2 separate regions of the Sus scrofa genome follow, and region 2 is linked to region 1. Evidence: chromatin contacts called from public HiChIP or PLAC-seq data. All regions are on one chromosome and are shown on one strand. The core of a region is the stretch at or near the end of the contact, and the rest is flanking DNA. Distances in the headings are between cores, read along the strand shown. Region 1 overlaps TMOD2 (tropomodulin-2). Region 2 overlaps DMXL2 (dmX-like protein 2).

What was found. HiChIP or PLAC-seq counts read pairs in DNA pulled down with a chosen protein or histone mark.
Region 2: a contact with region 1 is called in an H3K27ac HiChIP or PLAC-seq map of alveolar macrophages. The contact joins two enhancer-like sites. A contact is called at or near these places in 1 of 47 Hi-C or Micro-C datasets (epiblast stem cells) and 1 of 2 datasets of contacts at active chromatin or transcription factors (alveolar macrophages).

Annotation. Positions count from the first base shown.
Region 1 is chr1:119,973,053-119,978,124 of Sscrofa11.1, forward strand. TMOD2 (tropomodulin-2) reads right to left here. Exons shown (of 10, transcript XM_001925676.5): 7 at 3,724-3,831. Among named protein-coding and RNA genes, the nearest start is that of TMOD3, 27 kb to the left of the region's middle. Within about 2 kb of position 2,384, at least 1 of the 83 cell types and tissues checked has an H3K27ac peak or open chromatin away from gene starts, as enhancers often do. A contact at or near this core is called in alveolar macrophages, where this site is marked.
Region 2 is chr1:120,172,540-120,177,376 of Sscrofa11.1, forward strand. It overlaps DMXL2 (dmX-like protein 2), which reads left to right. Exons shown (of 42, transcript XM_021095456.1): 2 at 3,483-3,608. Among named protein-coding and RNA genes, the nearest start is that of DMXL2, 37 kb to the left of the region's middle. Within about 2 kb of position 2,937, at least 1 of the 83 cell types and tissues checked has an H3K27ac peak or open chromatin away from gene starts, as enhancers often do. A contact at or near this core is called in alveolar macrophages, where this site is marked.

The sequences.
Region 1 (5,072 bases), core at 1,134-3,633:
AAGATCTCATTACACTTCCACATTACATATTGAAATGACACTATTTTGGATATGCTGGTTTAAATAAAATATATTATTAAATTTAATTTCACCCATCTCTTTTTTTTTTTTAATGTGGTTACTAGAAAATTTAAGGTTCCACATGTGGCTTACATTTGTGGCTCTCCTTTTATTTCCATTGGACAGAGATGTTCTGAACTTTTGATTTCCTTGTGGCATCACTGTTAATAATAACAGCATTTTTTACATATATGGGCCTTTTCTCTACATCAGCATTCATTACTGAGGCAAGTTTCATTAATACACCCCCTACTAAAGATGAGGTTATATGGAAGTGCTTGGGGCATACTAGAATGAATTTGATTAAAAGTCACTTAAATTCACTTGCTGGCTTGGCCACATGCTGTGTAATCTTAGTTAAGTTACTCAAACTGAGTCTTAGTTGCCACGTCTGTAAAATGGGGGTAACGGCATCACACATAGCTTGTCTATATTCACAATAATCCCACAAGTGCTTTGTTGAATCTGTTTCAGCGCCTTAAATAGAAAAGTCTCTTAAAGCTCTTTTTTTTTTTGTGGTCTTTTTGTTTTTTTAGGGCCACACCTGCGGCATATGGAGGTTCCCAGTCTAGGGGTGTAATCAGAGCTATAGCTGCTGGCCTATACCACAGCCACAGCAATGCCTGATCCTTAACCCACTGAGTGAGACCAGGGATCGAACCTGCAACCTCGTGGTTCCTAGTTGGATTCGTTTCCAGTGCGCCACAACGGGAACTCCCATGAAGCTTTTTCTTTAATGCTGATTTGTAATTCTCAACAGCAAGTTGTTCAGCCATAATCGCAGTCTAAATCTCTCTACTGCCTGTGGGGTAATCAACCAATTCTCAAGCTTTAGAAAGCTTCTTTCTTAAATATGGCATAGTTAAATGAAGAATCATCATGGTGAAGGCTGGACCATGTGAATCCAACCAGGCATAAGGCTGAAAGAGGCTTTTCTTTTCAATACCCTAAAGGATAGCCATTATTCCTTGCAGTTGTAGAGTGTGCTTCTCACATGGTGTTTTTTTTCAATACATAGTTGTTGGATTAAAAATAGTATCAAAGAGCTTATTATATTTGGAATTTATTTAGTCCATTTAACAAGTTATCTATTTGAGGGAGTTCCTGTCGCAGCTCAGCGGTTAACAAATCCAACTAGGAACCATGAGGTTGCAGGTTGATCCCTGGCCTTGCTCAGTGGGTTGAGGATCCGGCGTTGCTATGGCTCTGGTGTAGGCCAGCAGCTACAGCTCCGATTGCACCCTTAGCCTGGAATCTCCGATTGCACCCTTAGCCTTGGGTGCAGCCCTAGAAAAGACAGAAAAAAAAGACAAAAAAAAAAACCCAGCAAGTTATCTATTTGACCTAGAGTAGAAGTTAGATCATTTACTAGTAGTGCTGACAATGAATTATAAACTATTCACATCCCTGCCATTTTACTATAAACAGTATGTTAAATAGAAATGACAAATCATTTCTTTATTTACCCCTTTGGTTACTTACATACAAAATATATTGTGAATATTTTTGCTTTATTGAAAGCAAACCTACTAAAGGGTAGAGATTATAAACAAAATCATACAAAGATATGAACCCTTAAATTGCTAATTTCACCTTCTAGTTCTGCCCTTTTTATATTTTAATAGTAAGTTTCAAAAATTGCTTTCAACCTGCAAATTTAGATATGAAATGATTGCTGGTGAAAACATCAATTTTGTAGCTTAGTCCCTTTCTACCTAAGTGCTTATTTAAAGTTTGCTATCATCAGAAAATATTGTCTATTGCTAAGAGGCGAAGGGTATCTTCATTCATTCATTTCACTTGACAAGGATTTTTCAAACATCTATTCTGTGCCAGCACCATGATGGGTCATCATTACTTTCATGTGTCTGTTTTTTTTTTCTTTTTTCAGCTGCCCCACAGCAGATGGAGTGCTCAGGCCAGGGATCAGATCTGAGCCACAGTTGTGGACCTACACTGCAGCTGTGGCAATGCTGGGTCCTCTAACCCACTGGGCAGGACTGGGATCAAACCTGCATTCTTGGTGCTACAGAGATGCCACTGATGCTGCTGTGCCACAGTGGGAGCCCCCATGTTACCCATTTTTAATGCTATTTTAGATCCGCCAAAAGACATATTACTTTAAATCACATCTTCAAGACAAGAAAACTTTTATTTTCCCAGTCTAACTCAAGTGCTGAGCTTCAGATGCTGTAGAACCACAGGCTTCTGCTCAGGCTGCTGCTAACTGGCATGTTTCTGCAAATGCATGGCAGTGAGGCACTGTAAGTACAGCATAGCTTGGTGGTTAGGCATCCTGGTTGAGGAACCAGAAAGACTTGGTGGTAAACCCTAGCTCTACCACGTGCTTGTTGTGTTACTTTGGAAAAGTTTCTTAACCTCTCTGAGCCTCAGATTGCTCATTTGTTAAAGTTGGAACTAATAATAGTACATACATCATTGTATTTTAGTGGGGATTACATGGGATGATGCGTGTAAAGCACAGAGGTCAGTACTCAAGAAATGCAAGCTGTTACTAAGAGGATTAACACTGACAATGGCAATGGTACCAGTATTTACAGGAGACCAGGGGCTTCCTTATTTACTTGAATTATCTAAAGCAAGTAGAGGGAATAGGGCTTTTGGTGGTTGCTGTTTTTGTTTTTGTTTTGTCTTTTTAGGGCTGCACCCGAGGCATATGGAGGTTCCCAGGCTAGGGGTCTAACTGGAGCTGTGGCCTCCTGCCTATGCCTCAGCCACAGCAATGGGGGATCCGAGCCGCACCTGTGACCTACACCACAGCTCACGGCAACACCAGAGCCTTGACCCACTGAGTGAAGCCAGGGATCAAAACTGTGTCCTCATGGATGCCAGTCAGGTTCATTAACCACTAAGCCATGATGGGAACTCCCATTGTTTTTCTTTTTCTTTCTTTTAGCACTGGTTAATAGTATCAAACAAAAAAATATTACAAGATTTGGTGGTTTAAAATATTTTTGAGATATATCAATCCATTTCAAAGGTTAAAATGAAATATGTTAACATCTTTTTATGGGTCGAGTTCCTGTAGGCTTTGATGGGTCTTATAATATCCATTTACAATGACAGAATGTTGTAGGTGAAAATGTTTCAGCAAATTTGTACTAAGCACAGAATAAAATCTAAATATTTATTTAGCTAAAGGCCTAATCTTGTTTCTCCTAAAAGTGTAGTGCTAACAAAATTCCAGTGGGCTCAAAGTGTCTGGCAGTTGGGTTCTTGTTTTACTGTCTCATTATAACTTATTTATTAACGATAAAGAAAATAAATTTATCAGAGCTAAAAATTGTTAATTGGAGTTTCCATCATGGCTCAGGGGTAACAAACCCAACTAGCATCCATGAGGATGTGGGTTCAATCCCTGTCCTTAATCAGTGGGTTAAGGATCCGGCGTTGCTGTGGCTGTGGCATAGTCCAGCAGTTGCAGCTCAGATTTGACCCCTAGGCTGGGAACTTCCATATGCCTTGGGTGTGGCCCTAAAAAGACAAAAACAAAAAATAAAAATTGTTAATTGATAAGACAAGTTAAAAATAGCTTCTAATGAATTAAATATTTTCATGTTACTCTTTTTTTTTTTTATTTTCCCACTGTACAGCAAGGGGATCAAGTTATCCTTTCATGTTACTCTTAAGAATTTTACTCACAATTGCCACAGGGTCATTGCTTCGGGTTGCCGCCAGGCTGAACTTCTTCACGTGAGTATTGGTCTCTAGAGCCTTTGCAAATTCCTTCAGGGTTGGAATTGGAATGTTCTAGGATGAGGAAGACACAGATAGGTGATGAATCACCTGTACACCTGCCCCCCAAGCTAAGGTTCCACAGATTTTTTAAACACCTCATATATTTAGATGGCTAATTGCACACCATCCCCCCAAAGAGATGAGAATAGATTCATCATCTATGCTCTAGCAACTGACCTATCCTGAGTCAATACCCCCATCTAGTGTCCAATAAGGGAACCTAATACAATGTGACATTCTGGCATCATTTTTCCATTTACTTGATCCCCCCAATGATGCATACACCATACTTCCCTTTTTCTCTTTCCTTCTCTATATTCTAGCCAAACTGACCTAATTGCTGTCCTTTTACTACACCATAGGTTTTCCTCTGTCCATACCTTTATATGCTTTTCCTTTTGCCTAGGAATTCCTTTATCTTTGCTCTAATTTCTACTCATCTTTCAAGACTCAGCAGAAATATTGCTTCTTTTATTTATGGGCTCTCCCAGGCAGAATCAAAATTTTCCTTGCCTGAATTTCCACAACATTTTTGGGGGCTTACCATATCCTGTTGTAATTATTGCTTAGTGCTTTTCTCCTAATTTAAGTTCTTCAGAATAAAGACTGAATGAATCTTACTTCCTCTTCTACAGCACTTAGCATAGTACCGAACACTGAAGAGGGAGACAATATAGAGCACAACTATAGGCCAGCATGAGCTCTGGATGCACTACAGACCAGCTCTGTGACTGTGGGCAACTTACCCTCTTTAAGTGGCACTAAGGATTAAATGAGGTAATGAATTTCAAGTATTTAGCAAAGGATATGGCACATACCAAGTACTCCATAAAAGTTGGTTAATATTATTAAGTGCTAGATATTGGCCCAATAAGAATGAATGAACAAGATGTCAGGCAATGTTTTTTCTTATAGGTGCACGCGCGCGCGCACACACACACACACACACACACGTTCCTTCCCTTTGACAGTGACCTGACTTATTGTGAAAGCAGAACTGACAATATGTGACTTCAGAGAAAAGCTCATGAAAGGCATTGTGGTTTCCAGCTTACGCTCTTTCTCTTGGACCACTTGGAAGCCAGTTGTAATGAGGTGAGGATGCTCAGGTACCCCTAATGAGATGTCCATGTGGTGAGAAACAGGTCTCCTGCCAACAGCCACACAAATGCACCATCTTGGAAATGGATTTGTGTGCCCTTGTAAAGCCTTCAGATGATTGCAGCTCGAGCTGACAGGTTTACGATAGCCTC
Region 2 (4,837 bases), core at 1,687-4,186, 200 kb after region 1:
ACTCCAGTTGAAAACTTCAGCCAGGTTGAAAACTTAGTTTCAGTGCTCAACGTAGAGACTACTTTTCTTTTTCTTAACAGGGTGAATTTGGTCTCCAAAGTAAGGTAAAAGTAAGACTTACCTTAGTTATAAATTGTCAGCTAGCTATTAATTCTTTATCATCATAAAGACAGCTCAGTCCTTCCTTAGAAGAAATTGCCACATGAATAGAAGGAAAAGATGTTTTTCTAAGACTCTTCCTCTTTCCTTGGATTTCATTTGTGTGTTTGGGCCAAACCATATGCTTGACTTGGAGATAAAATGCTTATAGGTCAGTACTGTTCAGAGTGCAGGACACTGGTATATGGTGCTGTCACAGGGCTGTTTCTACCAGAAACCCTAGGGAAGAAGAACTTGGCTTAGAAATTCCATTTGTTCCAGAAAAGGCTTAGTGCCCCTTTTCGTGTTTCCCTGTGATGATCCTGTGGCCTCTCTACCACATGTGTAGTAGTTATACTCAGCTAAGCTAGAGATATTTATTTACCTAGTACAAAGGAGCCTGAATCCTGTATTCTCTGGGGTCATTTTAGCATTTGCTTGTGGTCTCAATGAGTGTCTGCTTTTCCTCCTGCACTGTAAATTCTCATTCTGGTCAAATAATTCTGAGAAGGAAGAATGGAACAAATTGCATTTGACCTAAAATTGAGAATGGAAATATCTTGAGTAGTTACAGATTTTGTGTAAACCTTCTCAGCTGCTTGTCTTTACTGAGCACTTACTCTGAGCTAGGTGCTGTGGGAAATTACTCGAGATTACAGAGTTGAACATGAGCCTTCTAGCACTAATAAGACATCTTAATGGAGTGGAGTTGGGGTGATGCAGTAGGAAGAGTAGGAACTTGATTATGAAGCAAACAGATCCTCACTCTGTGAACTTGGACAAATTAACTTCTTTCTGGACCTCAGTTTCTGTCCATCTTTAAAAGGGAGCCTAGGAGATATGTTCGTAAAGACCCTAGCAGACTGCCTGATCATAGAAGGTATTCAGTATATGGTAAATTATTAAGGAAGGCTTTGGTAGATTCCCTTCTGGTAGGTCTTCTAAATCCATGATACGATTAGGGTGGAAAATGAGCCCAAATAGTTTTTTTTTTTTTTTTTTTGTCTTTTTAGGTCCGCACCAGCGGCATATGGCGGTTCTGAGGCTAGGAGTCGAATTGGATTTGTTGCTGCCGGCCTATGCCACAGCCATAGCAACACGGGATCCGAGCTGCATCTGCGAGCTATGCCACAGCTCAAGGCAACTCTGGATTCTTAACCCACTGACCGAGGCCAGGGATTGAACCTGTGTCCTCATGGGTGCTAGTCAGATTCATTTCCGCTGAGGCACGAGGAGAACTCCTTGAGACCATTCTAGATCAGTGGTCTCTAAACTTTTATTCCACTGTATGGTTATTTAGTCATTTTTTAAACTATTTCCCTACTTATAGATGGTATGTTTATTTTCAGCTTTTGCTGCTTTAAGTAATGAGGCAGCGACTATCCCTCCCCCTTTGTAAGTATGCTTATAGTAAAATAGGGACTTGTTTAATCAAAGGGTATATTATATTTAAAATTTTAATAGATATTGCCAAATTCTTTTATCCATGAAGATTCTGATTCAGTGATTCTGGGGTGGAACCAAGCAATCTGTATTTTTAACAAGTTCCCTAAGTGATTTTGATGCAGCCATGTTTGAGAACTATTGCTGTTCAGAAAAATGGCAAGATTTCCTAATGCTGAGGAGTGTGGTACCTCTGGAAAAGGTCAGACAATGATGGCTATTTCGGGAGGAGTGAAAATCCTTTCCAGTGACTGAGAAGTAAGAGCCTATATGCCTATATCATCAATTGCTCCGGGTAGCCCATCTTTAGAGAAACAAGTGTTCTGATATTCAGCTGGAATATTTTTTCTCTTTGACATGTAATGTAGAAGAAGGAGCACTAGAATTCTAAGGACTTGAGTCTGAACGTCTTCCCCTTACTAGCTGTATAGCATCTTGGGCAAATAAATTTGAATCTTTCTATATATAATGGTAATGACAGTATTTTTGTTTTTAAATAATACAATTGTAAAGATTAGCATGGTGACACATTTATCCTACTTGTACTCAGTATTTCTATTCAGTTTAACTTTCTCAAATGCATAGTATAGCAAATCTGCATTGTCTGTAAGAATATAAGTGGTTATTTCCTCCTGGGAGTGATTTTTTTCTGTATTTCCTTTGCTGAATATTCTGTCTTTGTCTTTCATTTGGGGAGCTTTTTGAAGATAGTTTATAATAGTTAGAGCAGGATTTTGGCAGTGCCTTGGAAATTTTGATGACCAGTTAGAAGTAGTGTTTGTTTTCTTCTCTGGTCTTTATCTTCAGTTCCCTCTTTCATTAGCCATTAGATGGACCTCATTGACTTAGATATTATCACATGTCAGGCGGCTATTGGACTTCTGTATTTTGTAGGGCATGACCATATTGCTTAAGGCTGTAGAAATAGTGGGGAAAAAATGCCACCTATAGATATTATATTCATGTTGCTTTTTATGGGGCTTTTTCATTTGAGCATTACATTATTAGGTTGTTTTGAATATTTCATCATAAGTTGAATTTGGACGAAAGAGAAAAATGTCCCCACCCTCTGTCCCTTATGTCATCATAAAATTCACAAAGTTGCAAAACAGGAATAGCATATACCAAGAAGTGTAACAAAAGGAAGAAATATGTGGTTTTACTTATTATAGTTATGTTGAACAAGGGAATTTTCCAGGAACTTAATTTTGTGTTTTATTTTCCAGACTAAATATTTGCCACTTTTTATATAAATTAGTTTATTTTTATTTAATGTATGTGTCTGTGTGTGTTTGTGTGAGAGTGAGTGAGAGAGAGAGGGAGGGGGAGAGAAAAAAAGAAGAGGAGAAAGAGGAGAGACAGAGTTGGGTTGGTTTCCTCACTCTCTCCTGCCTGGTAACGTTGAGGGGACGGGGTAGGCAGGTGTCATCATGGATTCACTTAGGCAGGTGAGTATGTTTAGCATTTGCCTTAGTGCATGTAGTTCTGCCTCGGGGGTTTAATGTCTATCTAACTAGCTCTTTAAGCCATGTGGGATTATGTTGGAAAATACATTTGATTTCTATCTTGATCTTCTTCAAGCCTGGTTTGAACCCTGGAACTACAATTGCAGCCTTCAATACCCTGTTGATTTCAGATGGAGTTCTTATTATTTAGGGTTTATTACTGAGATGAGCTTCAGAAAGAAATTCTAAACAGAATGATTTATGGGGTGTCATCACCCCCATGATTTTCATTTGACTTGTAATTTTCTGAATTGGAAATTTATATTTTTAATATTCTTACATTAACTACTTTTGTTTAATGTGTCATAGTATCCTTTACAATGGCAACAAAAAGTAAGAAACTGATGATAATTCTCAAGTTACATATCTTATATAATGTAAAACTTTTCTTTTTAGGCATATGGATCAGGCTGTGATATTGTTATTTTGGCAAATGACTTTGAATGTGTGCAGATCATTCCTGGTGCTAAGCATGGAAACATCCAAGTCAGCTGTGTGGAGTGTTCTAACCAACATGGAAGAGTAAGGGATTTATTTACTTAATTAAATGTCATCTTTTAATGTATTTAACAATCTCAGAATATTCTTAATCGTTTTATACAAAGCTTACCTACGCTTTCTAATTAATAGACCTTGCTTAGATGGCTATTAATCGGAGTAGGTAAAGTGATAGATTGTATACAAATTATAAAGGACCATTAAACTAAGTGATAATTGTTCTACATATATAAACTGTCTTAAAAGATCTGTAGGCTTCACAACCCCATGTGTACTGTTACTCTGTCAGTTGATAATTCTAGCAGCTATTATGCTAATAACAAGGAACTTTTATCTTCTATACCTAGTGTATTCTATCTCTTTACCAAATTATAACATCAAATTTTTATCAAAAAATGTAGCAAATTGCTAGCATCTAATATTATATTTTCATTCTTTGTAAAGTTTCTATTAATTTAATAAAAGTTTATTTTTTGTTTGAAGAATGTTGAAGTTCATTCAGACTTTAAACAGAGGATTTATTTTAAAATAATTCAAATTCCATCATATGTTTCTTCCTCCAAAATTCAAGCATTATATCCATGAAATTTTGGTTCTGTATAAAGTAAATGTAGCATATCTGCTGTATATTTTAGCAATTGATTGAGGCCAATGTCGTATGGCAGTTGATAAATGTCTCTGTGGGAATATAAAAATTATTTTTCCTGTAATAATTACAATAATTTAAAGTCTTAGTATTCTAGAGATTGTTCTTTACTGAGTAATAACAAATATTATCAAGGATATGTTAAATTAGAATATTCATTATGATTATTATACCATTTTTATTGTCCTACTCTGCTCTTTGTATCAGGCTTTAATACTTGTATAAATGTGCCACTATATGACAATCCAATGATAAAACTGATATAGTATTAAAACACTGCACTCCCTGGTGTTTTTTTTTTTTTCCCCCTTTTTCTGGCCATACCTTAGGGCATATGGAAGTTCCCAGGCTAGGGGTTGAATTGGAGCTGCAGCTGCTGGCCTACCATAGCCATAGTAATGCTGGATCCTAGCTGAATCTGTGACCTACACCACAGTTTGTGGCAACACTTGATCCTTAACCCACTGAGTGAAGCCGGAGATTGAACTGACATCCTCATGGCTATTGGTCAGTTTTATAACTGCTGAGCCACAGTGGGAACTCCTGATGTTTTCTGATACTTATTTACTGCTTTTCTGATCCTCCACACCCTGCCCAGTTTTTTTCC